Linked DNA regions of Mus musculus: all the other regions are linked to region 3. A link is a contact called in public Hi-C data. All regions are on one chromosome and are shown on one strand. Each heading gives the region's core, a stretch centred on a gene start, on an enhancer-like site or on the middle of the called end of the contact. The rest is flanking DNA. Distances are from core to core; before and after follow the strand shown. Region 1 overlaps Cacnb2 (calcium channel, voltage-dependent, beta 2 subunit). Region 2 overlaps Cacnb2 (calcium channel, voltage-dependent, beta 2 subunit). Region 3 holds the start of Nsun6 (NOL1/NOP2/Sun domain family member 6).

Evidence for each region. Hi-C and Micro-C count contacts between places; a contact is called where the count stands out from the background.
Region 1: a Hi-C map of olfactory sensory neurons shows a contact between it and region 3, with 1.7 times the contacts expected there. The contact joins the enhancer-like site here to the promoter of Nsun6 in region 3. A contact is called at or near these places in 8 of 39 promoter capture datasets (3T3-L1-derived adipocytes, the C10 cell line, cranial neural crest and 5 more) and 3 of 484 Hi-C or Micro-C datasets (cortical neurons, olfactory sensory neurons and rod photoreceptor).
Region 2: a Hi-C map of granulocyte-monocyte progenitors shows a contact between it and region 3, with 3 times the contacts expected there. The contact joins the enhancer-like site here to the promoter of Nsun6 in region 3. A contact is called at or near these places in 4 of 39 promoter capture datasets (the 3T3-L1 cell line, the C10 cell line and hippocampal neurons), 13 of 484 Hi-C or Micro-C datasets (B cells, the C10 cell line, the C2C12 cell line and 8 more) and 4 of 115 datasets of contacts at active chromatin or transcription factors (VIP interneurons, embryonic stem cells and large pre-B cells).

Annotation. Positions count from the first base shown.
Region 1 is chr2:14,768,615-14,772,993 of GRCm38.p6, forward strand. All of the region lies in intron 2 of Cacnb2 (calcium channel, voltage-dependent, beta 2 subunit), which reads left to right. Among named protein-coding and RNA genes, the nearest start is that of Gm13269, 3.8 kb to the left of the region's middle. Within about 2 kb of position 2,262, at least 15 of the 459 cell types and tissues checked have an H3K27ac peak or open chromatin away from gene starts, as enhancers often do. A contact at or near this core is called in olfactory sensory neurons, where this site is marked.
Region 2 is chr2:14,710,593-14,714,825 of GRCm38.p6, forward strand. The region is part of intron 2 of Cacnb2 (calcium channel, voltage-dependent, beta 2 subunit); the gene reads left to right. Among named protein-coding and RNA genes, the nearest start is that of Gm13269, 54 kb to the right of the region's middle. Within about 2 kb of position 2,594, at least 3 of the 459 cell types and tissues checked have an H3K27ac peak or open chromatin away from gene starts, as enhancers often do. A contact at or near this core is called in granulocyte-monocyte progenitors, where this site is marked.
Region 3 is chr2:15,046,709-15,051,488 of GRCm38.p6, forward strand. It overlaps Nsun6 (NOL1/NOP2/Sun domain family member 6), which reads right to left and starts at 2,604. Exons shown (of 11, transcript NM_028950.5): 1 at 2,214-2,604; 2 at 440-595. The coding sequence starts at 2,288.

The sequences.
Region 1 (4,379 bases), core at 1,012-3,511, 280 kb before region 3:
AGACTCGCTTCCTGTTCTTAATAGAGATGTTAGTGGGGGATACTATCAGTGCCTACCTGCTACTGTAAAAACATATGCATCTAGAAGCTTGCTGAAAGTCTAACGTGACTAGTCAGCATGCTGCCTATAGGCTGAAACCTTGGTTCCTTCCTTAAACAGAAATACTATCCTTGAGGACCAGAATCCCCAGCCTTCTTTGGTCATTTGAACTCATGCATGCATTTCAGCATAAACAACTTGCATATTTTAAAGTTCACTATCTTTTAGGTTGTTTTTATATTTAAAAAAAGGTTTTTTGTTTTTGTTTTTGTTTTGTTTTTTTACTAACCCCTGTAATCACCCTGTCTATTTTGATAAATTTCAAACTGAAAAACTTGAAGTCATGACTTACTGGGCTAGTTTGCCTCTTGTTGGTTTTGCTTCATACCAAATACATATTTCAATGCACATGTATTTTCCTGTCTTTTCAGACAATAACAGTTACTGAAACTATGTAATTGCAAAGTTTTACCTTTTTTCCATGAACATATGACATTATCATTAAAATCTCTTCCCTATTATTGGAACTGGAGATAGTTAATAACCCTGGTTATTCTTCCAGAGGCTATGAATCCAATTCCTGGCTCCCATGAGCTATCTCAAAATTATGTGTAGCTCCAGTTGCAGGGTTATCTGATATCTCTTCTGGCTTCTGTGAGTACTAGGCATGCACATGGCACCAAGGCAAAGCACCCATTTACACTATCTATACAGATGAAATGTGTGTGTCTGTGTCCTGGTTATTATTTGTCCTCTCTCTTTCTTTTATTAAGATGTCGATGAGATGGTATACATGTTTGTAATTCCAACACAAGGGGGGTCAGAACAGGAAGATCATATGTTCAAGGCTATCCACTGTTACATAAAAAGATCCAGTAGAAAGACAAAACAGCAAAAGGATTTCTTAGAAGCCAAGTCTCCTCAGGCATACATGTGACCGTGAGCTTTTCCAAACTTTCTTGCAATGGATGAACTCACAGTGAGTCTTGTGACATAGATAAGTGAGTCACCTGCTCACACAGCCACTGACCTTCATCCAGATGCTCTCACACACAGAGGGAATTGTTCTCTTTTTCCAACAAAGGTTGATTTTGGTCTATGTAGACTATGTCTAGTCTTGGGAACCTGAGAGCTTGCACACCAGGTTGCCATTAGTGAACATGAACATGTAACATTTTATAGAGCCAGCAAGAAAGCATTAAGAAGCCTGTATTTGCAATTCTGATACTATTAATTTTTGTTATTTATTACTTTGATTTATATGTTGTCAAAATACTCAGTTCAAACTCACAGAGTTCTTAGAGATATTAAAGAAATCAAGTCATTCCTGTCTCAAAAGTAACTTCCTTCCTGCTCTGGCTCCTGATGGTGCTCTTTCCTCCTATCCTCAAGTCCAACCATCACTGACTGCGTACTGCAATGGGGATATGTCTGCTTTGGGTACCAACTCTAGATCTAATCCTAATTTTACCACTAGTTATGTGACTTGGGTTAAACCATTAACTGTTTGAGTTTTAGTGTATCTGTCAATGAGGGTAAGAAATTTGTCCTGGAGGAATATTTTTGTAAGTACCATGTATAACATCCTTACAATAGTACCAGTACATGCACACGAGAATCTGCTTCTCTGTTGCCCTTTCTAGTTCTACTGCTGTGACCCTTCCTTGGGATTTTATTGTCTCTATTGTAATAGGATGTATACCAGCCTCTGTACTTACTGCAGACTTCTAACTCTTCTCTTTCCCCACCCATTCCAAATGCTTCTTCTATCCAGTGAGTGCCAGATTCTCATCAGTTTCTAGGTAGATTGAACCCATCTCAGATTTCCTTTCTGTCCCCAGATATATTAAATATTTACAATCTATCTGAACTGCCTGCATACGACAGACAAGTGAAGCATACAGCACCAGAGACCAGCTGTTCAGGCACCTCTGCTTACCGACTCTCACTTCAGTCTCTTGGGTTTGAGTTTGGTGTTCTTCTCTTGTTGTTATGATACAAGGCAAGACTCAAGGGAGAAAGGGCGGATTTGAGCTCATGGTTTGATGATATAGTCATTCGTGGTAGGAAAAATCTGGTGGGGAGTTTGAGGAGGGTAGTTACTTGTCCACAATGGGGAAAGTGAAGGCAACAGAAACTGGAAAACCTCAAGACTTACTGCTACTTCTCTACTGCTGACAGCTTGACGTCACCTCCTAAAGGTTCTGTTACTTCCCCAAACAGTGCCACTACCTGGCACATTCAGACACATGTGCCTTTAGGAGAAATTTCACCATATTCAAGTCATAATAGATCCCCAGTATTTTCATTAGAAAAGCCTCCAACCTGTCAGGGTCTCCGTCTTGCATGAGTCTGTAATCATATCTCCAGCTGTTATGTCTGAGACTAGGAAATGAAAGTGCCTTTGAACAACAGTGTTATTCTGTGAAGATGCTTCAGACTGGGATGTTAATGCTCTCCCTCTGGGACCAGTATCTCTGCCTGGGAGTGCATTATCTCCCACATTGACATTTTGAGGGCCTAGGACCTAAGACCAGTGGTAACTTATTCCCTCAGGTTGAGACATCCTCTAATTTGTAATGTGTTCATGAATCATAGCTTGTTCAACATGCTTAGTTTGGAAGTTTTGTTCCTACTAACCCAGGCTTGGTGTAGGCAGACTGTGAGTGAGAGCCCTGACAGCTAGCTGCCTTAGACACCCAGGTCAGTAGAGAGAATATGCCACATATTTGTCCTGGCTATGCCGCTAGCATGCCACTTTGGTACCAATGTGGATTCGTGAGGACGCCCATTTGAGAATATCTGCAGTCTGGAGTCATCCTACACTTCCTGCTCTGCTACTTGTTATTTTCATGAAGAAAATCTCTGCCTTTCTGATAAATGCTCTTGACCCTCATATTTGCTCCCTCTCCTTGGTTACCAAGTTGACTCTTACACCTCACTAACTTCATTGCTGCCATTTCTCCTAAGCCAAGATCAAAGCTGAATATTATTAGGAGAGATCATAAGGAATTAGAGACTCTGACAGTTACCCTCATCATGTATATAGCTATAGCATAGAGTAAATTCACTTTTAAATTATGAAATATAACAAAATACTTAATGCCATCACAATGCTAGTTGTCTTTCTTGCCTTTGAGAGTTAGCATGTTTAATGCAAACAAATAGACAAACATGAGATGACTTTGAGGGAACAGATGAATAGAACGTTCAAATTTCCTGGGGGGTGGGAGGGTAGGAGATGGAATTTTCCTGGCAGTGAGTGCTAATTCATAAGAAAATGAGTCAATTAATTTAAAAGTACATGCTTTTAACTTTCATTCCTCTAAATTAAAAAAAAAAAGTGAGATGGAAACTCTTAAGCTCTCTAAAGGTACAGAGCAAACACCCACTCCTTTCAAAAAAGGGGACTAATATATTCAGGACTGCAAACATATGAGAATTCCTGTCACCACAGAGGTTGGGTATTTTTTTTTTATCTTAGCACAGTTTGCTAGTTCTTAGCTTCTAAGTTTATGATCATCATCATTAATTGCCCATATCAAACCAAGAGAGTGAATTTAGCTGGATTCGTTCTCTGGAAACATGAAAGCATGCACCTGTGCCTAAAAGTGTATGACAAGGTTCTTGGGTCTATTCTGCCTAGCTAACCATGCTTCACACAATAAATCTACAGAGCCGCCTCCTCAGATACAAGAAGAAATTGTCCATTTCACCTTCCCATGAAACCCCAGGAAGTAATCCAAGTTATATATTTTATTTCAGTTCGAAGGACTGGGTAAAATTGGGAACAAAACACCCATGGAAGGAGTTACAAAGACAAAGTTTGGAGCTGTGACGAAAGGATGGACCATCTAGAGACTGCCATATCCGGGGATCCATCCCATAATCAGTTTCTAAACGCTGACACCATTGCATACACTAGCAAGTTTTTGCTGAAAGGACCCAGATATAGCTGTCTCTTGTGAGACTATGCCGGGGCCTAGCAAACACAGAAGTGGATGCTCACAGTCAGCTATTGGATGGGTCACACGGCCCCCAATGGATGAGCTAGAGAAAGTACCCAAGGAGCTAAAGGGATTTGCCACCCTATAGGTGGAACAACATTATGAACTAACCAGTACCCCGGAGCTCTTGACTCTAGCTGCATATGTATCAAAAGATGGCCTAGTTGGCCATCAATGGAAAGAGAGGCCCATTGGACTTGCAAACTTTATATGCCCCAGTACAGGGGAACGCCAGGACCAAAAAGTGGGAGTGGGTGGGTAGGGGAATGGGGGGGGAGGGTATGGGGGACTTTTGGGATAGCATTGGAAATGCAAATGAGGAAAATACCTAAT
Region 2 (4,233 bases), core at 1,344-3,843, 340 kb before region 3:
AAAGAGTAGTAATTCGATGATATCAATAGAGAAATAGATTCTAACAGCATGGGTAGTAGATAGTTGCCCAGCTATTGTGTTGTCTAAGACATATTTAAAAATACAAGTCTGGATGTCTTTCATCTGGGAACATATATAGTCTAAGGCAGGGAAGAAAACCCTCGATGGGATTTTTTAAATACTTTTTACTACAGAATGAAAGGGGTAAGACCACAAGAACCCTTTTAAATACACCTCCAGTGACCTAAATGCCTTTTATTAGGCCCCTCCTCTTAAAGGTTCTACCGCTTTCAAACAGTCCCATCACATTGTTGAAGCCTTTAGCACTGGGACATTTAAGGGACATGTTCAGGGTTACTTAAGATGCAGTCTGCAGCAGGATTTAACACTGCAGTTCTCTTTGCACTGCCTAGGATTGAAGTCTGACTCTTCTCCTCTGGCTGTGTGCATATTAGTTAGACTCAGTGCTATTTGCCCCTCTGATAAAGGGGCACAAAGATACTACCTTCAAGAATTGATGTACAAAGTAAAAGAAACACTAAAAAGTGCTTGCCATGGAGAAACCACCATTCTTAATAGAGATCTCGGAGAACCTCAAATTTCTGCAAGAAGGAGCCAGAGAATCTTTATTTTTCTATTTCTCCTGTTTCCTCATATTGAGACAAGATATTGTTCCATAGCCCAGAGTGGCCTGGAGTCCAGCATCCTCTTGTTTCAGCCTCCAGAGCGCTAGGACCATGCTAAGGGTGAATGAGGCCTGTTCTGTTTCTTATTTGTTTAAAAAATATATGAGGGATGTGGTTACATAAAGATTTTTCTATTTATTTCATTATTTAAGTAATAAAAGATGGACTAGGTATTCATCTCTAATTCCATTTCTTTTTTTAAGTGAAATCCCATTAGCTCAAAAATCCGTGTGGAATCAGACCCCATTTTTACACTTTTATTCTTCCTTCCTCTATTCCCTCCTTCCTTCCTGTCTCCCTACCTCCTGGGTGTCTGTCTGTCTGCCTGCCTGTCTGTCTTTATCTCCTGAGAATTTCATTCACTACTCGTGACTACAGTGTTACACAGGGTCTCCTTTGGTCCGGGCTGACATCAAGCTTGTAGCTATGAATGGTCTGCAAATCTGATCCACATGCTTCTGCTTCCTGTGTGTACCACCACTCCCCGCTCCTTTAACACAGTCATCATATTAAACGTGGCCCACACAAGTAGGCTTTTGGCTATTGGGCTTTGAGGATTCCCTCCATCCAATGTCCTACTCAGGGATGAGGTGTAGACCTGTGGTTGCCAGGTCCAGACACTCTCCATACTAGCTGAGTGACACCTTTGGGAGCCCATTCAATTTCCTTCTCCCCTGGATATTCTCTCAGCCTATGAGGAGCCTATAAACAGAAATCTGCTGGGGAAGCACCTGAGCTGTATGCTACTGCCACCTTGTGGTCATATCTCTTTCTGTGACTCAGCCTTCTATTCCTTTTGAGCCCCCATCCTCATTCTCACACCATGTTCTTTCTGTCCTCCCAGAAAAGGAACAACCAAGTGCATGAGCAGGGTCCCATGTAAATCCAAATACTGCCAAAGGCTGGAGTAGTCAAGGTTTTCAGACTGGGCAGTAAATTACCTGTCCCAGTTTTCCTTAGAATGGCTCCAGTTGGGCATGAATGGTTGGATGTAAACTGTTATGTGTTACAAATTATGAATCCCTCCATGGTACCCTTCAAGAAAGTTCATACTGGAATTTTAGGCATGTTCACTGATCATGCCAACATAAATTTATTCTCATCCAGGTTGAAATGCTTAAATGTCATTCATAATGGGACTTATAAATAGTTGATGTTTCTTTCAAATATGAAACCTGGGAAGAAAGTGCGAGTTCAAAGCAGATCTGGCATCTGCCTAGGACCCAGTTCCTGGTTCTCAGGTGGCATATTGCTGTGACCTCCTACCATGCACGGGACATGGAGGGTCCTCATATAAACACACTAGTTCAACTCTTGAAGAGCCAGCCCTGATGACCTCAGCACGACATAGGTCATACTTTTTAAGACTATGTTGGTCAGATTTCAGCATGTGAGCTTGGCATATGTACTGAGATCATTGCATTGATCAAATCAGAGAGGTAACATGGAACTGTAAATCAGTTTGGGGGCAGGGGATAGAGCTCAGCGATGGAGTGTTATCTAATGACACCCTGGACTCTAGCCCCACTCTGCGAAGACTTATTAGCTTAGGCTTTGAAATTCAGTAAAAATTTCTGCTGCTCCAAAGTCAACTAAGTTGACATTAAAACCTGCATGCGATGCTATTTATGAGGGGGTGAAGGTGTTTATATCAAGCATAATGAGTGGGATCTTTCAAAGAATGAAGATTCATAGTTTAATTATGTTGTCTTGGTGACTGTCTGCTTCTTAAATGAGAATAATAAAAGGCTTCTGTGATCTGAGTATAAAATAATTGGGCAAGTATACTAGATTTGAAGTTCTTTATACCTAATCAGATGACTCCCAGTGGAGTCTTCCATGTCCGCTCCTCATTGGAGAAATGTTTTCCTATTTCAGTTAACTTCTTCATTATATGTTCACATGGCTACAGCAGACAGCAGGAAATGAGGGTTTCTTACCCATTTCATCATAACAGTGAGTTCCACTGCTAGTTAACATAGTTTCGATGGGAAATGTCCCCAGAGAAACATGTATTGGCAACTTAGTCCTGAGCAGTAATGTCCAGAGGGTATTGGGTCACAATGACTTTCAATAGATTAACCTCTGATGGTTTCACTGCTGAAGGGACTAGAGGAAGGTGGTCGGGGTTGTAGAGCATTTCATCTAGCTCTAGAAATTGAGTCAGTCTCTCTCTCTCTCTCTCTCTCTCTCTCTCTCTCTCTCTCTCCTCTCTCTCTCTCTCTCTCTCTCCCTCCCTCCCCTGATGCTCTATCTTGCTCATTTTCATTCCTGTACACTATAAAGCACACATCCTTTTCCCAACATGCTCTTCCACTATATGATTTCTGCCTCACCACAGGCCTCAAACACAACCAGATCAACCACGTATGGACATCCTCCCTCCCTGCAGTTGCTTCTCTTGGGCATTGTGTTTCCACTAGTTGACACATTGACACACTAGTACAATATCACCAGGAGGTGACTTCTCTGGAAGCTACGTCAGAAGAGACTGATCTAATCTGACATGTCTGCTATTGCTGTAAGAATTCTTCTTTTCTGTGATCTGGTATGTTTTTTTTCTTTCACAGTTTCTCACCCCCCTCACTATTAACAGATCATTAGTTTTCTGCTTACTTGGGCCCCTTGGCACATTCAACATTCAGCTCTCTGCTCCCCTCCCCCTCTGGCTCACGTTCCTGAGAAACACCAAGCCAGGTTGAATCTGATGCTCATTGACTTGACCCTTGAACTCCAGCAGATGAGCATAAGGGGTCATGTTAGAAACATCAGCATGGGAAACTTTTATGCAGGTAGAAACACGTATTTGACACTATACTCGATACCATCCCCTGTTTTCTCTTTTCTGTTTACCTGGCCCATCTACAATACCATTCCTGAGAATCCCTTTCCACACCCTCCTTGATGTCCAGTGCCCAACACTTTCCTCCTCTCTCTGCTCTCATTTAATGATCTTTCTCCTAACTTCATCAGAGAAAGGGGCACCTCTCTGAAAAGGCCTTCTTATAGCTGCTGCAGTTCAGTCAGATGCCCAGTTCTCTGCCCTCCTTCACATTACAGTAGATGAATGAAATCAGTCTAGTCATTCAGTCAATGTGCATGGTGCCTCATCCCCTCTGGACCACCCAACGGCTCTCTTCTACATTTATCTGTGATCTCTCTCAAAGCATCTCTTGTTTTACTCTAACCTGTAACACCTCTGCTTAATTCCACATCTTTCTACAGACATGTTTTCTATGCTAAATAAAATCTTCCTGGAAAAAACATGTTCCTATGATACAAGATTGTTTATATCAGCTGACTCTTTTTAATGGTAATTTTGTTTCTTGGCAGGAGAGGATAGGACATGTGTAGGGAGGCTTGCATGTGGAGGTCAGAGGACACCTTTTAGGAGTGGGCTCTCTCCTCCCACCATGTGGGTTATGGGGATCAAACTCAGGTATCCGGCTTGGCAGCAAGCACCTTACCTGCTGAGTCATCTTGCTGGTCCTTGGCACTTTTGGCCCAAACTCTCATTGAATTCCTCTCATCTACAAACATTATTGAT
Region 3 (4,780 bases), core at 1,354-3,853:
ACTGAAATGTTGTCAACATATCATATAGATGATTATGATTTAATTGAACACCTAATTCTCAAATATATTTCTTTAACTCTTTCGCTATGCTTGTTTAAAATTATATGAGAACAATAAACTCTGTATATAAGCAAGTTTAAAACAACAGACTATCCTATTATCCATGGGATTTTGTGGCACGTGGTGCAGCAGAGAATAGAAGTATGACTGCCAGGGCTGGAGAGATGGCTCAGTGGTTAAGAGCACAGACTGCTTTTCCAGAGGTCCTGAGTTCAATTCCCAGGGACCACACGGTGGCTCACAACCATCTGTAATGGGATATGATGCCCTCTTGTGGTGTGTCTGAGGACAGCGACAGTGTACTCACATACATGAAATAAATAAATACATCTTTAAAGAAAAGAAGTGTGGCTGCCCAGCACACCACACTTGCACCAACCTTCTGGAGCTCTTCAAGCAGCAGACCTCTGACATGCTGAACTGAGCCTAAATGCGTATTCACTCTGACAGTTGTCATCGACGGAGGGTGTGACAGGCGAAGCAGCAGAGTCTCAAATTTCCTTTCTGCTTCTTGTCTGCTTGAAGCAGACACAGCCTGCAGTAAGAAGAAGTCAGGTCTCGGCTTCAGTGTGTAGTCATCAGTATTAACATACTTAAGGAATGTTAAGTTAAACTTAAGGCTTAGTTTGGTTGATATTACTTCTTTCCTTTCCAAACTGTTTTACAAATGGGATGGCCTTTCTTCATTTAAGCTGTCATACCTTGTGGGTTTGGAAAGGAGATGACCTGAAAGATTGCATCAATCCTTCATAAAATAATGTTCATCATTCTAAAACCGTTGAAATTGACCACTGACTGTCCCCCTTCCTCTCTTAATATATACTTCCCAAGACCCCTTGAAATAAGCATAAAATACTTTCTCTTTCCATATAGTTTATCCTATGAACAATATTTGGAAATAAGATGTGGAAATAAGTTTTAAAATCTCAGCTCCAATAACACTAAAGAGCATTTTAGTGGATTGAATTTTGCTAAAGAACCAAAAATTTAGAAAAATATCCACGTTGCCAAGGGGTTAAGGTAAGGTGGTTAGAGCATGCAGGGATATTTTACTAGAAGGCAATCAATATTCACTGGGAATTTCTGTGCTAAGTGTGGCCAGTAACAAGTAACTAACACTCTTTTTAAGACATGCCTGCCAAACCAATGTAGTGATTTTCACTTAAGGTTGATGCCCCAAGACAACCTTCGAAAGTACTTATAACCCATTCAATTTTCATAGAATAAATTAAGCTTTAAGCTTTATTAGTAAGAATTAATTCAAGGTAACTCATGCAAAATGAACATTTTCCAGTAAGGTTCAGTGGATTACAAGCTTGTAATTCTAGCACTCAGGAGGCAGAGGCAGAGGCAGGTGGATCACAGTAAACTCAAGACCAATCCGGTCTACCTTATGAGTTCCAGTATAGCCACTACTATGTGGAGAAACCCCCCTGTTTCTTTTCTTTTCTTTTTTTTCTTTTTTTTTGAGACAGGGTTTCTCTGTGTATCCCTGACTGTCCTGGAACTCACTTTGTAGACCAGGCTGGCCTCAAACTCAGAAATCCACCTGACTCTCTAACCCTGTTTCAATAGATAGATGAAAGAAGGACAGATAGATGGATGGATGGATTGATAGATAGCTTCTAAAACTGACTTTTTAATCATTATATCTGAACTTTAGTTGCTTGACAATTATGTCAGTTTGGATGAGTAAGAGGACTGCTTAGACTCTGGTGTTCTTAACAATGAAACCAAATCACTCTACCATGATTTATTAGACTAAATTGTAACCATTTCCAATCAAACACCTGGTGGCATTTAATGAGGCACTCAAAGTGCCCTGATCACCTGAGTAAGTACAAGAGCCTGTACTTTAACAGAACAAGTGCATCTACTGTGGAAGTCTTGAGTTGTGTGGCCAGGGAACTTCTCTGGTTGATTCTGCTACCCCTTCAGTACTAAGGGCTGACAGACACGTAACACTTTCTTTTGTCTTACATCTAAACGTGAGCATATATTTATCTCCATCTCAGTAAGCATCAATGGTGACAAAAAAACCACATTGTTTTTAAAGATTCCAATAAAGTAGTGGCAAAAACTAACCACATATTCCCCTTCTTTCTGCTGAAGTTGTATCAGAATTTTGGCAAACATCTATGTACGTGACCTACCTCCTCGTTCAAAAAGCTCTCTTTGAGATAGTTTTCAACTTCAGGTCTCAAAGATATCTTTGGAAATACATACATTCTTTTGATTTTTTTCTGTTTTAAGTTGTCCAAGAAAATGTTGGGAAGCAGTCTTTATTTCCGAATTTCAGCGTTGCCAGCCAATGGACGAGCACAAGAATGCCTTTCAGTGCTGAGTTCTGGAATGAGCAGGGCCCAAGGTTTGTCGTTCTCTGGGATGCTGTGAGACAGCTCCGAACTGCGACACTGCGCCAAATAGGGCTTGGTGACAAAAAGTGTACCTAAACGCAGATCGGAAAACAGACAGCGCCTAGATCCACTCTGACATGCTATTTTCCAAAACCGCGCCCCCAGCTTCGGAACAGAAAGTCGCTTCCTGGGTTCGTCACTTCCGGCACTCGATGCCCAGCCTTCTGTTCGTGCCCAACCTGCATCTGCCAATCACCTCCCCTGAGGGTGGAGCTTTTTCTAGGAAGGACTGTGCCGGGTACATCCTGGGACTCTTGAATGCTGGGTTGAACTGGATACCTCACTAACCTGAAATAAGGGAGATTTCCATTTATTGTCCCAGTACAAGTAGCGGTGGAGGCTTCCCTCGGACACTTTTTTTTCTTTTTTAAAGACTTATTTATGTCAAGAGTATGAATGTTTTGCCTGAGTGCATGTGCTTGCCTCTTTGATCAAACCCAGGATCTGAAGGTTGTAAGCCAACATATGGGAGCTAACAATGGAACCTGGGCACTATGCAGGTACAAGTGCTCTTAACTATTGAGCCATATCTCCTACCCTAGTACCCATATTTTTTGAATGTGCTAATACCCGTGGGTACTCAGGTACAACTTAAAATCCCCTAATAGTGTTTACAACTAGCCATGAAGCTTCTAGTTAACGTGCTTTAGAGAACAAGAGTCTTGATGTGAATTCCCTGATGGTAATGAGGTGACAAGAGTTTAAAAATAACTAACCAAAGTCAGTGGGATGTTTTATGCTTGAACATGATGAATACTTTTGTCTCCAATGCCACTGGGTTAGGGTTTGCTTGTTTTGGTTTGTTTGTTTTGTGCTTTTTGTTGTTCTGAGCCATATTTCATAGGTAACTATAGAGGAGGGTTTTTGCTTGGTGTGTGTTTAATCTTTTAAGTTTTCACACTGGCTTTAAAATATATATAACTGACACACCAAGTCTTTACTAGGTGAAAATTCCATGACAAAGACACTGCCACAGCTCAGCACAGTGGTTATAAGCAGTTTTCAAGGAGTAAAAGAAAGTTCCAAGAGTTGTAATAACTTTCCACAATCTCAGAAAAAGAAAATAGGCTATAGACCAGTAAGCCAGTTTCTAAAACAAGTACCCAGTTTTTCCACAAGATCATGTATCTGTGGTCAATGCATGGGATTCCTTCCTGACTTCATCACCTGAAACTAACAGAATGTGTCTGGGACACAGGTGTTAAGTGTTGCATGACATGCCTGACAGGACATAAACATCTATTCACCCCCAAATAAGAGTGATGTGGCTGAAGAAAAACTTGACAAGTCCAAATTGAAGAAATACATTAGTTTGCTAGGCTTGCTTACAGCAGGACAGGCAGCCTCCCCTCCAGGAACCACCACACTATTTTATATGGCTGTGATATGAATCTACAGCAGTTAACATAAAACTAGTTTCATAGAGCTACCCAATATAAAAGCAGCCAAGGGGGCACAGGTGAATCAAACTCTGGGAAAGGTTATGTGTCTATGTGCACTCTATCCTTGCTGTCACCAAGCACAGTCTGACCTGGGAAGGGTAGCCTGTTCTGCTGCATTCAGGCAGGGAGAACAGGTAAATGACATCTTGGTGCAACATGGAATGCTTTGCCCAGGATTCAGAGGGCTAGACCACCCACACAAAGGAATTTCAACAGACAACTTTGTAGTAACCTTGACACTAGATATAGTTGAAGTCTTTAAAAAAATAAAGAAAACTTGAACTTGAAAGTCCATGTGGGAGAAATTTCATTTCCACATAGAATACTCATTGTTTGACATATAAAGGGCACTCCCTGAATGACTAATCAAACCTTTGTGAAATAGAAAAGGAAACTGTTGTTAAATATGCATTTGATATAAAGTAGTTCACTACTTCAGAACACTTGAACAGTGACCAGAAAACATGTGGTAAATCTGCAGTTAGTAGAGTGGAGATGTTCTGTCTAAGCAATGGAAGACTCCTATATAAACATGCAAATGTCACAGAGACTTTAGATCTTTAAAGGGGTAGTATGGGCCCCCAAGCAGGGACCGGTGGGAGAAATAAATATGATGTGATATCATCATTTTAAGTTTGGTTATGACCTCATTTTATCTCTGAGGATTTTATTTCAGATTGATCTGGGGGACTGACTTAATTCTGGATTCTACACTTCTCCATTACAGGAAACTTCTTTTTCTTTCAATGCTTTTCTCTTGTATGAGTGTGTGTGTTTGTGTGTGTGAGTGTGTGTGTGTGTGTGTGTGTGCAGGTCCAGATGTACATATGTGCACATATATGTGGAAACCAGACATTGATG